Regions from separate parts of the Gossypium hirsutum genome. Here regions 2 and 3 are each linked to region 1. The links are chromatin contacts, called in public Hi-C maps. All regions are on one chromosome and are shown on one strand. The core of a region is the stretch at or near the end of the contact, and the rest is flanking DNA. Distances in the headings are between cores, read along the strand shown.

The links. Hi-C and Micro-C count contacts between places; a contact is called where the count stands out from the background.
Region 2: a contact with region 1 is called in a Hi-C map of leaf, with 2.2 times the contacts expected there. The contact joins the promoter of LOC107901731 here to the promoter of LOC107901896 in region 1. A contact is called at or near these places in 2 of 34 Hi-C or Micro-C datasets (both in leaf).
Region 3: a contact with region 1 is called in a Hi-C map of leaf, with 3 times the contacts expected there. The contact joins the promoter of LOC107901727 here to the promoter of LOC107901896 in region 1. A contact is called at or near these places in 11 of 34 Hi-C or Micro-C datasets (anther, hypocotyl, leaf and 2 more).

Annotation. Positions count from the first base shown.
Region 1 is chrD06:47,841,128-47,845,343 of Gossypium_hirsutum_v2.1, forward strand. It overlaps LOC107901896 (auxin response factor 3), which reads left to right and starts at 2,290. Exons shown (of 10, transcript XM_016828063.2): 1 at 2,290-3,054; 2 at 3,498-3,554; 3 at 3,825-4,007; 4 at 4,147-4,216. The coding sequence starts at 2,758.
Region 2 is chrD06:48,434,447-48,438,662 of Gossypium_hirsutum_v2.1, forward strand. It overlaps LOC107901731, which reads left to right and starts at 2,287. Exons shown (of 5, transcript XM_016827839.2): 1 at 2,287-2,869; 2 at 2,981-3,057; 3 at 3,224-3,335; 4 at 3,887-4,053. The coding sequence starts at 2,598. The coding sequence ends at 4,016.
Region 3 is chrD06:48,357,263-48,361,478 of Gossypium_hirsutum_v2.1, forward strand. LOC107901727 (protein CHUP1, chloroplastic) reads left to right here and starts at 2,477. Exons shown (of 7, transcript XM_016827831.2): 1 at 2,477-3,387; 2 at 3,487-4,018. The coding sequence starts at 2,795.

The sequences.
Region 1 (4,216 bases), core at 1,040-3,539:
ATTTTTAAAAAAAATGATTGTTTTTATTGAAACATGAAAATCATCTTATTTAGTAAATTTTCAAAATATTTGGTATTCACAATTTTCGAGAAGGATTGTGTCCTAACTTACTGGGCTTCAATTCTATTCGATGAATTTAGATAGTCAAGTATTTATTTTGCAATAAAATTGTACAAATTTCAAATAAAAGCTTATTCTCGGGAATCCAAAAATTTTGGGTCCTAACTCACTGGATATGACATTTTGTCATCTCGAAATAATAATTTTTAAGAAAATAAAGGCAATATTCGGTAGTTGGAATTTTGAGAAATCGTTCCCTAACTTACTGGGTTTCGATTTTTTTCATTTGACCTAAATAACCGAATATCCTTCTTAGGTTTAAAAGCATGAGTGTCAAAAGACAAACTTAATTTTGAAGATTAAAAATGTTGCGCCCTAACTCACTGGGTGTGACGTTTTAATTCTTTGAAATAAGAATGTTTTATTATTTTAATTCATTTAAGTTAAAAAGTTTTCTTTTAAAATCTTTTTAAATTTTCGACACCAAGACATTAAACAATCAATTCGGTACCGATTTTGGGCGTTATGAGGGTGCTAACCCTTCCTCGTACGTAACTGACTCCTGAACCTGTTTTTTTCAAATTCCGCAGACCAGAATCGTTTTTCAGGTGATCCGATCACACCTTAATAAAGGATCGGTGGCGACTCCATTTTCGTTTTCAAAGTCAATTCCTGTTTTCAAAAAAATGGTTTCAATAATCTCAATACCACTCATTCTTTAAATTATCTAAGATTACGAGCGTAATATGAATTTTTGGACAAATTTACCATTTATTTATTTTATATTGGTTAGAGTTGTTATGCATCCTATACAATAGTGTTTTTGTCTACTATTACAATTTTTGTCCGTGTTTGTTGCAATTAAGAGTAGAGACTGAGGGTTAAATTTTTTATTACTTTTGGAAAGTGCCGTGAAAAAATATTTTAAAAAGTGCTTTTAAAAAGTTTGATTTAAGAGTTAAATGTTTAGTATTGTTGTAAAAAAATACTCTTAAGAAATAAAATTTTTATTTTAAACATGATATTGTAAAGTAAAAATATACATTTTAAAAAAATTAAAGTTCAAATTTGTTAATATTATTATATTTTAGTAAAAGTATAAAAAAATTCATTATTAATATTTTGATATATAAAATATAAATTTTAAAAATATTTAAACCTTTAATGTAATTATTTATAAAATTTAATTAAAATATATAATCTACATTTCAAATATAAATAATGATAAATCCAACATCATATTATAAATAAAAATTAAAAATATCATTTAACTCTGTTGGTAATCAACATTTTTATTAAAATATGAGGAAAGTTAAGGGTGCCTTAACTAACGCGAAACCCATTTTAATTTATTTATTTTATAATAATTAATTTATATTTTAGGTGGTATCCCTTGTACTTGAGGCGACACCACCTTTAACTACAATAAATATATTATTTTCATAATTAATTCAGAATTCACACTATTTTTAAAATTAATTATTTTTTAATATTATTGTAATAAATTTCCCTAAAATTGAAGTTTCAATTAATGTTTGGACCTTAACATTGGGTCTTAATTTGACGCATAGACTAGTTTATTATTATTATTATTATATAAAAAACAGAGAATAGCTACGTATGAAGGGAATTCCTTTCATGATTAAAACACAAAAATCCCATATTGGTCAGCCATAATTACCTGCATCTCTCATTGCTTTTTACTCAAGAAAACAAACCACCATAATGGCCTACAAGACTCTGCATCGAAGTCAATACTTATGGCCAAGCAAGAATCATAGAAGAGACGATCAATACTGTAATCCTTTATCATTAATATATAAATATATGGTTATTGCAACTTGGCAAGTTGGACAAATCAATGATTTATAGTTTTGGAGTTGGAAAAAGTTTATCGCTTTAATGTTACTGTATAATTATGATCTCAAAATATTAAAATGTTAATTACTTGAAGCTGTAACATTTAAATATTAAAAATATGTGCAATTCTATCCAAAAGAAATACCTTAAAAAGAGAGGTTTAATAGGGATAGAGATGAGTGAGATTTGGGCAAGTAGAAGGTGACAGAATGGACATCCGCCCGGAAATACAGGGAGCCGTACAGCAACACACTCAGCTTTCATTTTTATTTTTTAAAATTATACACAATTAATGTATGTATATATATAGAAAGAGAAAGTTTAACTAAAACAAAGTTAAAACCCCACTTACTAAAAGCTCTTTCTTTCACCCTTCCTGCCACACATCACTCTCACCAGTGGCAGCATTTGCAGCAGCAGTAGTTGCAGTCATGCAGCACTGCTACTGCTCACCTTGCAGTCAAGAACCACCCCACCACCAAATATATATGTATATACAAACACCTTTACTATATCTATTTATTATAATTACTGAAGTTTTTTTTTTTTGTATGTGTGTGTGTTTTTAATTGTAATTTCCTAATTAATTAAAGGTAATAAAAAGGCTTGATTTGATTTGTTAGACAAAATAGACTAAAACCCATCACCCCTCTCTTTAAAAAAAATGTGTTTTTTGAGGTCTTGACTTAATTTCTCTGTTCTTCTTTTTGCAATGCCAAAAAACCATTTCTTTCTAAGCTCTGAAAATGCAGTCATGAAAAACCCTCTTCTTCATATCTCACTACTTAACGTTTCCAGGAAAATCATTTCTTTCTAAGCTTTTATTTTTAAATACCAATGGGGGGATTAATCGATCTGAACTCTACGGAAGACGATGAAACTCCATTATCTGGTTCTTTGTCTCCATCTTCATCTTCAGCTTCAGTGTTAAGTGCCCCTGGTTCTGGTTCTTCTGTTTGTTTAGAACTTTGGCATGCGTGTGCTGGTCCCCTTATATCTTTGCCAAAGAGAGGAAATGTAGTGGTGTACTTCCCTCAAGGCCACTTGGAACAAGTTTCCGATTTTTCCGGTGTAGCTGCAGCTTATGATCTCCCTTCCCACGTGTTTTGTCGGGTTGTTGATGTCAAGCTCCATGTAAGCTATCTATACATGTGTTTTATAAACTGTCACTCCATCTTGTGTGTTCTATATATTATCTTGTCTAATGAATGCGTTGTCGAGGTTTGGGGTTGTGGGAAAATTTTCCTTTTTATTTCTAGGTTTGTATTCTCGAGGACTATTTCAAAGGGGAGAGCTTTAAAGTCCGTATTTTTTTTTTGTGCTTTTATGGGTTTGGTTCCTCCATATTTTTTGGGGGGAGGGAGGGTGATTGCGTCTGGATTTGATGTAGTATTCCAGAGAATTGACCTTGTGAAAATGGTTTTATCATGTGAAATCGAGTGTTTCGAGTATTTGGAATTGATTTTATTTTTTACTTGATTTGTTTTCCCCGACAATGATAGGGGACAAAGGAGAGTGGTGCAGTGTGTTATTCTTAGAATGTGGATTTGCTATGAAATGTTTGTTCTTGTTGGCAGGCTGAGGGTGCCACAGATGAGGTTTACGCCCAAGTTTCATTGGTTCCTGAAACTGAGGTGGGTTTTATTCTAGCTCCTTGATTTGCTTGGTTAATGGTTGCTTATAAAAGTAGTATGAACAGAAAATTATATTCAGTTTGGTCCGTAGGCAATACCGTTATTCTGAATTAGAAATAGTCCAAAGATGAGTTGAACTTAGTTCCACATTTGGTGTCATTTTGTTGGTTTGATGTGCTTGTTTCTTCTCATTTCATTTTCAAGGTGCCTTTTTTCTCCTGTTAACTCAATTTTTTTTTTGTGTAAATTACTAAATTATGCCTTTTGTAGCAATCTGAGCAAAAGTTGGAGGGAGGGAAGACTGAGGCAGATGGGGAAGAGGAGGATGCTGAAACCAATGTCAAGTCAACCACGCCCCATATGTTCTGCAAGACACTAACCGCTTCCGATACCAGCACGCATGGTGGCTTCTCTGTTCCTCGTCGAGCTGCCGAGGACTGCTTTCCTCCCTTGGTAATTTTCTTGCACTTTCTCCTTGTATTGTCTTTAACTTTTCATTGCTTATTTCAATGTATATTTACAACAGTTCATTATGTTTTTGTAAAGCAATCTTCAGTGTATCTTTTTGAGTTTAACTAGATTGGTATTGTAGGACTATAATCAGCAAAGGCCCTCACAAGAGCTTGTTGCAAAAGACCTGCATGGTTCTGAATGGAGATTTC
Region 2 (4,216 bases), core at 1,037-3,536, 590 kb after region 1:
TGCATGGTGATGCAATGCAATACAAGTTTAGTTTACCAGTAAAGATAAGTCCTACCCCACTACTACTTTCCACAATAATAGTTCCCCAGAACTCTTATATCTCGGACACTCCAATTTGTGGTTGAACCACAAGTGTTGCAGGTTAATACACTGCTAGTAGTTGTGAATACACAACGGGTTTAATAGCTACCAATAAAAAATGGATAAACCACTAGTGTTACGCCGCCAGTGGCTGTGAATACAGAATGGGTTTGTAGATAATAGCTGTCAGTAAAAAAAATGGATAAACCACTAGTGTTTGCAGGTTAATACATTGTTAGTGGTTGTAAATGCACAACGATTTGCAGATAAAAGTTTCCAGTAATTTATGGATAAACCACCAATGTTTATGGTTAAAAGTACCAGTACTTCCTCCTTTCAAAGCATCCTGCCCCACGTAATGCAATATGACATGTGAGCATCAATATAGTACAGAAATAGTAAACATCTTTAACATGTGTTTATATTAACAGTAACAATATATATGTTCATCATGTATTCGGTTTATCAATACAGTAAGCATGTTGTTCATGAAACCGGTAATTCACTAAAAATAATAACAATTAATTAGTAACTCAGACATAGAAGGCATGTATTCATCACATATCATGCTCATATAGTAATAATCTAATCATTCAAATCATGAATTCTACATTCTCCATAATATTAGAGACTTAATTGAAAGAGATAAAATACTAGAATCAGTTCTAGGATCATGCAATGACTAAATTGAACAGCTTACAAAAATTTTGGGAAAAATTGTAAAATAGGGGCACACGTCTATGTGACCAGACCGTGTGCAATGCCTTAAGCTGTGTAGAGGGGTTACACGACCATCTGACAAACTATGGCCTTGTGGAATGTGCAAAATCAAGGTACAAGGGAGTCACAACCATGTGAAGGGTTCTAAGTGTGTGAGAATCGAATCTCCTCAGGTTTCAGGGGGACATGGCCGTGTGGTCCGCACGTGTGGCCTATACACCCGAGTGCCTGGTGTGTGGCCCTATTCTGAGGCACAGATTGCCCCGATTTGCTTGTAAAAGAACACACACTTTTCACCAGGATCTTGAATGACGTCGCTCACGTTCAAATCTAGTCTGATGCACTTGTAACGGGTTCTTCAAACGACATTTATACACAGATTAAGGTTTTTTTTCAAGATTTATCAAGATTACCGAGAATTTTAGCAAGATTATTAAAAGAGTCATTAATTCAAATGAAAGATTAGCTTTGGACGTAAATACTACGAGAATTTGGGATTAATTATTGAAATTGAATTGAACTTATCGATTCTTGGCAAGGATTAAGAACGTTTCTAATGGTGACTATGAAACCGATTGAAAAACTCCTTGAATCAAGAATAGATTTTAATTCAGAAAGCAAAGAAAATGTTCAGCAACAAAATAATGTGAAATATGATGAAAAAGAAAAGGGGGAGAATAGAAAAGAAGAAGATATAGTGAATAGATGAAGCAATTCTAGTTGGGATGAAAAATAAATCAAAATCCTAATGTAATTAGGAAAGTAATGGCTAAATGCCTAGGGTTTTCTAACTCTAGGGGTCGGCATGTAATTTTTCCTTCTAGCTGCCAAAAATAAAAATGTTCTTTGAGTGAAGTATAGCTCAAACTTGGTTCTTTAAGGGGAAGTGGCGTGTTAATCATTGAACTGCTACCCATTCTTATTATGTTTTTACATCAATTAATATTTATTTTAAAGTGAATTTCATCCTAGCTTGTTGAAAATAAAAAGAAAAGAAATGGGAAAAGAATGGATAAAACATAGGATCTCTAAGGAGTGCACTAACAACTTAATTATCAAACCTAGGTAAAATTTTAGTTAATTATTTTCAATTAACCCCCTATATTTTAGGGCATGATAGATTACATGGTATTTATTAATAGCCACGTCGACATTGTTGTTTAGTACTACCGATCAATGTTAGTCAAAGAATTTATTTGATCAATTTTGTTAGTTCACAAGTTCAATTGAATGCAAATAATTCGTAACAACTTAATTAATTTTTTTGAAAAAAATTTGAGAGCAAAAATACTAGTAAGCCTAAAGTTGAACTTTCCAACTATTGGAAAAATTACTTTTCCACTAAAATTTAAAAAAAAAATCACAATTTTTTAGAAGAAAAGTAACTCACAATAAAGTTAAATTTTCAAAAAAAAATGAATTTTAGCATACCAAATGCATAACCACCAATTAAATACCTAAGAAAGATTACTCTCCCATCAATTGAAGTTATATGAAATCCAAGTTATTCGATATGGGATTACTGTGTCATCCCCATGCATATGTTATCGACATGAAAAGTATACCTATGTCGTATAGGCTTTGAATTTGAGTGTTGGACATGAATATAAGATGGTTTGGTCTCAAAGACCGAACCTTTACCCATAGGCTTGGCTTGGTGCCAGCTTAAACCTGATAAGAAATGAAAGGGCCTGTCATATACAGTTTTTTTTTTTTTTGTCAACTAAATTTGACTGGGAAATTTTGATGAATTTACTCGAATTTCCTAGCTTTGTTGGGGCAGTGTGAGAGAGGAGATGAGTATCTGTTTCCGCTGGGTTTCAAATTTGTCTTCTTCTACTACTGAAACTCTCTCCACTTGCAAAACATACGGTTCACTTCCATTGAAGCCTCCGCTTTTCTCCTCTATATTCCACCTTCCTCCTCGTCCTAGATTTCAACTCCTAATCCGAGCTACGGCTGCCATGGAAACAGATCAAAGTGCAGTCACAAGCACGACCGCCAACTCCACGAACCCACCGATGAAACTCCTTTTCGTGGAGATGGGTGTTGGTTATGATCAACATGGGTTCGTCTTCTTCTTCCTCTTCTTAATCTTATATAAAACACCCATTTTACTTTTTCTGGTTTGATTTAATCCGATAAAGCACTTATTTTATGAATTATTGCATTGAATCAGGCAAGATATCACATCAGCAGCAATGAGGGCTTGCAGGGATGCTATTTCTTCTAATTCAATTCCTGCATTTAGGAGAGGTATATGGGTTTGCTGTTCAGTTTTTGTGCAGTAAGATTAGAAGATTTTAGAATTTATATTGTTTCTCTTTAGTGTTGTTTAAACCATGAGACCAGCATCGTTCTGTATTTAAGAATTCTCTTTTGAAGTTGTTTCATTAGATGTAATGAGATAAAATTCCTGCAGGATCCATACCTGGGGTCTCATTTGAGCAAATGAAATTACTGATCAAGTTAGGTGTTCCTCATTCTCTTCAACACTCATTGGATATTGAGAGGGTGAAGTCTGTTTTTCCTTAGTGAGTATCCACACCTCTGGAACTTGGTGCCTCAATTTTTGAACTCTTTTATCTCCTTTACAAATTGCTTGTTCTTGTTTAAGCACATATCCTTGTTGACTGATTTATTAACTTTTAACATATAGAGCATCTATGGTTGTTAATGTATGAGGATATCCATTCCAATATACTCTTACAAAATTCTGATCAATAATTTTCCAAGCATGAAGTAAATAGCTAATAACCCTTGTTTCCGATGAGCTCAGTGACCTAATTGTATTGCTTACTCTGTGTAAAATTTAACCCATGTTGAGACCTCTCTAATCTTCTAACTACTAATGCGAATTTAACTATGCCTTTCTTCAATTGGTCTTATTCTTCCATCACAAATCACTTTTGTTTGTGATATGTCATTGATTTTGAAAATTTACCTTCCAGAAATGTTGGGGACCAAATAAGAACGTCCATGTAAATCAAACCAGTTACAAACTCCTATTGCTTTTTTGCAATATTTATATAACTCGTAAATGTCTCTCTTGTTTTTTTCTTCTCATTCTTCCAATTGAATGCAGTGGAAAAATTTTGAATGTTGAAGTTGTGGATGGAGGACTAGTATGCTCAAGTGGCGTGTATGTAGAAGAAATGGGAGATAAGAATGATGATTGTTACATAGTTAATGCTGCAGTTTATGTTGGTTACTAGTTTTATTCCCACTGCCATCTTGAGAGTTTCTTTCAAGGTTAGCTTTCTGTCTTCACTAAATATTGCTTGCTCCTGATGCAAATCCACTCTTATTGATTCATAGCAGATGAACTGTACTTTGTATACTGTAGATTTAACAAATAAAATGGATCTGTCAAGGGCTATTAATAAGTTGTACCCTATGTAATTTTCTTTACATG
Region 3 (4,216 bases), core at 1,227-3,726, 520 kb after region 1:
TCTGCCAATTGGTCACAATTATCGTTGTAAAAGTTGTTTCTCAAGTAGCAGAAGGAAAAAAGAAAAGCAACAATTAGGAAGAACGACAAGAAAACATGTTAAAAAATAATTTATCCCAAATCCATGGCTTGCAGTTTCATCGTTGCTTGTAACCCCTTTGATTCAAAGGATTCCCCCATCCAAGGCAGGCCATCTCTCTTATGTTTGACATTTGCATCATTTGATTCATTTCTGAATTAGTTGTATTCTATGAATCTATTTGGAGTTTTCTTTTTTTGGGTAGAGGAAAAGAATTTGCATTTGAGGTTGTTTGCTGGCTTGGGAATCCACATGTTTATCCTTTAATATTTCAAGTTCAAAAATCAATAGATCTTAGGCTTTCCTAAGTCTATGGTTTTGCTAGTAATATGTTCAGCTTTTTACCTATCTCATTTGTCAGCATATACAAGTAACAAAAAAATAGTTTTGGCTCAAAAACAATCGAAGTTTGTGGTTGATTTTTTCGTAGTTTTCTGACGACACTAGGGTTTAAGGAACAATTTCTCTCAAGAAAAGGGCATCATATGATAACAACGCATTATGTTGTACTGTTATAGCAAAAAAAAATCTAAATTGTCTAAGGCTCAATCAATTAATGATAACTATGAGAACTTCACATCATGGTAAATAATATAAAGATCAGTTTAGAGATTTATGGTTACCCATTAGCATGAAATTAGATCACTCTGACGATAATACTGCTTTTGAGGTATCTCGCACATAGTAAGATGACATCTTATCAATGTTATAAACATATCTGTGTTAGTTATCAGTTGTTCCTAAGTTTTCATTTTTGTTGCTTAATTCTTTTACTGTTTTATGATTATTTTTGTTAGTTGAATGTTTTGCTATCATTCTTTTCAATTGAATGTTTGTTTTTAGTTTCTCAATTATGTTTTTCTAAAGTTTTAACTTGTTGCAAAACTCAAAAATCTTTTTGATTTGTTTTGTTTATTGTTGATGTTGGCTTTGTTAGTTCTTGAGCTCAAACACCACTTGAAATTATTTTTTGTAATGACCAAATATTTTTGTGGCACTATTTTGTGTAGATGGATCGTAATCAAGATCATAATGCAATTGTTGGGGTCGTGGCTTCACTTTTAATTTTTAAGGCTCTTTGGATTAAAAAATTAAAAATTAGGAAGGAAATCGCTTCTCGCCCCTTTGTGAATCAAGATTATGAAAGAGAAAATTATATTAATAGTATTTTATATAGATGTGACCTACATTGTATTGATGAGATCAGGATGAGGCCGATTGCTTTTTTTAATTTGTGCAACATTCTTAGTATGAACAATTTGTTACAATAAACTAAATCTGTGAATAATTATGAAGCAATGAGTTATATTTTTACATATAATTGGTCATAATATAAGGTTTCAAGTTATGAGATCAAGATATTATAGATTAATTGAGACAATTTCACCGTTACTTGGCCAGTCATGTAGTCATCATGTGATGTACTACTAATTATGCACTTGGATAATATTATTAACTTGTAGTACTAATTGTGGTTTAGAAGCTAATTTATTATTATTCAATCTTTGTTTTTTTATAACACAATTAAGAATCATCTATTCACTTTGGTTGTTTTTAATTTATGACTGTTAATATTCTAGCTTAATAATTGAGTACTATTATATATTTAATTTGACTTATTTATAAATAAATCATTGAAATATATGAAAATTTATGTAAAATATAAATTTAATAGATATAAAATAAAATCAATTAAACAATGAAAAGATAATAAATTCTCAAATGTATGCTTGTTTCATTTAAAATAGCTTTTATGAAATATTTTTAGAAAATCTGCCAAACAACAGAAAATATTTTACACAAATTTATCCAAATACAAAAAAATATTAATTTTTCTAAAAAAGTAAATTATTTTCCGTAAATCATTTTTCAAAAACCATTTTCAGTCAAACAAACGGACCCTTGACCTCTCCCATCAAACACCTTTGTAGCATAAGCTTGACACCATGGAATTGCCATAGCATAAGGGTAGAACAACAATATCGTATAAAAACTACATGTGAAATGCTTTGGGATGTTACATATGTAACGTCTTAAAAGCTTATAAAGAGTGAATCATGCGTGTTGACCTGTTGATCAGAGTGTTTATTGCCACAAGTGTGGCTTGAGTTCGAGTCGCGCTAGTTATCTTGCTTAAGGCTTTGTCCTCCTCTTATAATTCAAAAATAAAAAATAAAAAATTCTTATAAAGAGTTTTTTTTACCATTATAAAATAACATTAATTAAAATAATATTTTTATTAGTAAAGTTTAAATCCATGCAATACTAATGCTCCGAATTAAATTATATTTAAAATGATATATAAAATAATAATTAAACAAAAAAATAAAAATATTAGAATAATAGTTTTCATTTAGAAAATGAATGATGATCTTGTTTTTTTTCCTTTTTCAAAATGGAACCAAGAAAAGAAGATCGTTCCTCCATATTCGTACATTTTTAATTTTTTCCTTTTCTTTTTCTTGTTCTTTAATTTAGAGTAGTTTCCCTCTCTTATACTCTTAACTCTCGTCTCCCCCGATTTAACGTTCCTTTTTTCCCCCTGTTTTCAATTACTCAAATTTCCACAAATTCCCAGACTTCACTGTCTGAAAAACCAAGCTCACAAGGACATTTGTTGGGTGTCCTTCACTTTCTTACAGATCACAATTTATAAAATCAATCCAACCCTAAACCATAGAAAACGAGTAAGAGAAAGCAAAAACACACCTTATCAATGGTGGCTGGTAAGGTAAGATTGGCAATGGGGTTTCAAAAATCATCTGCGAACTCAAAGCATGATACTCCATCAAAACCGCCATCGCCATCCCCAAGCTCAGGGAACAAAAACACTACTTCCGCAAAAGCTGTTTTCTCACGTTCATTTGGTGTTTATTTCCCTCGATCCTCGGCTCAAGTCCAGCCTCGTCCACCTGATGTCACTGAGCTTCTCCGATTGGTGGAAGAGTTGAGGGAACGAGAGTCCAGGCTCAGAACAGAGCTTCTAGAGCACAAGCTTTTAAAAGAATCAGTGGCCATTGTCCCCGTGCTGGAAAATGAGATCGTCGTTAAAAATGCAGAGTTGGGACGAGCTTTGGAAGAGATTGAGGGCTTGAGAAACAAAAACGCGATGTTGAAAACAGAGGTAGAGGAGATGAAGGGAAAGATTGAAGACGAAAAGGAGGAGAAGGAGAAGAAAGTGAGAGAAATGGAAGAAGAGATAGCGGAGCTGAAGGAAACGGTGTCGTCTTCCTCTTCTGGTCGTAATAGTAAGGCGGAGATTACGGCGGGAACCGACGAATTGATTTCCTCTTCGCAGCAGTTTCAAGGGTTAGTGGAAGTTAGTGTGAAGTCCAATCTGATAAAGAATTTTAAGAGAAATAATAGTAATAATAAATGTACGAACGCCATTGTTTTTAGTGCTTTCAGTAATGAGAAAGTTGAGAGCTCGGAGTTTAAAAGAGAGGAAATCGAAAATGAGAGACCCAGACACTCGAGGAGTAAGTCGGAGGAACTCGTTGAGTCTACTAGTGTTAACATCAGATCTCGTGTTCCTAGAGTTCCAAAACCACCGCCGAGACCTTCGTCGTCGTCGTCATCTTCATCCACGTCATCCAATAGCTCCTCTGATTCCACAGAGAAACAAACTTCTCCACCACCACCACCACCACCTCCGCCGCCTCCTCAGGCGGCAGTGAAGCAAGTTGCACCTCCTCCACCACCTCCACCGCCTATAAAAGCTATTGCGCCGCCACCTCCACCGCCGCCTCAGAAGGGGATGAGGACAATTGCAGCAAAAGTGAGGAGAGTTCCGGAGGTTGTGGAGTTTTATCACTCGCTTATGCGCAGGGAATCAAAAAGAGAGGCGGGTGGCTGTAGCGTGCCGGAGGTTTTACCGGCAACCGCCAATTCAAGGGATATGATAGGGGAGATTGAGAATCGGTCAACTCATTTGCTGGCGGTGAGTTTCGAGTATTTTTTTTAGTATTTATTTACGATAATGCCACTGTGACAGGTGACTAGTCGTCAATTGCTCTCTCTTGATTTATTTGTTTTAGATAAGACAGATCCGATTGGGAATTTTAGAAAAAGAAAAGAAAAGGTGTAATTTTTGAATTTCAAATAATCACGTACATATCCTTAGCCGTTTAAAATCAGT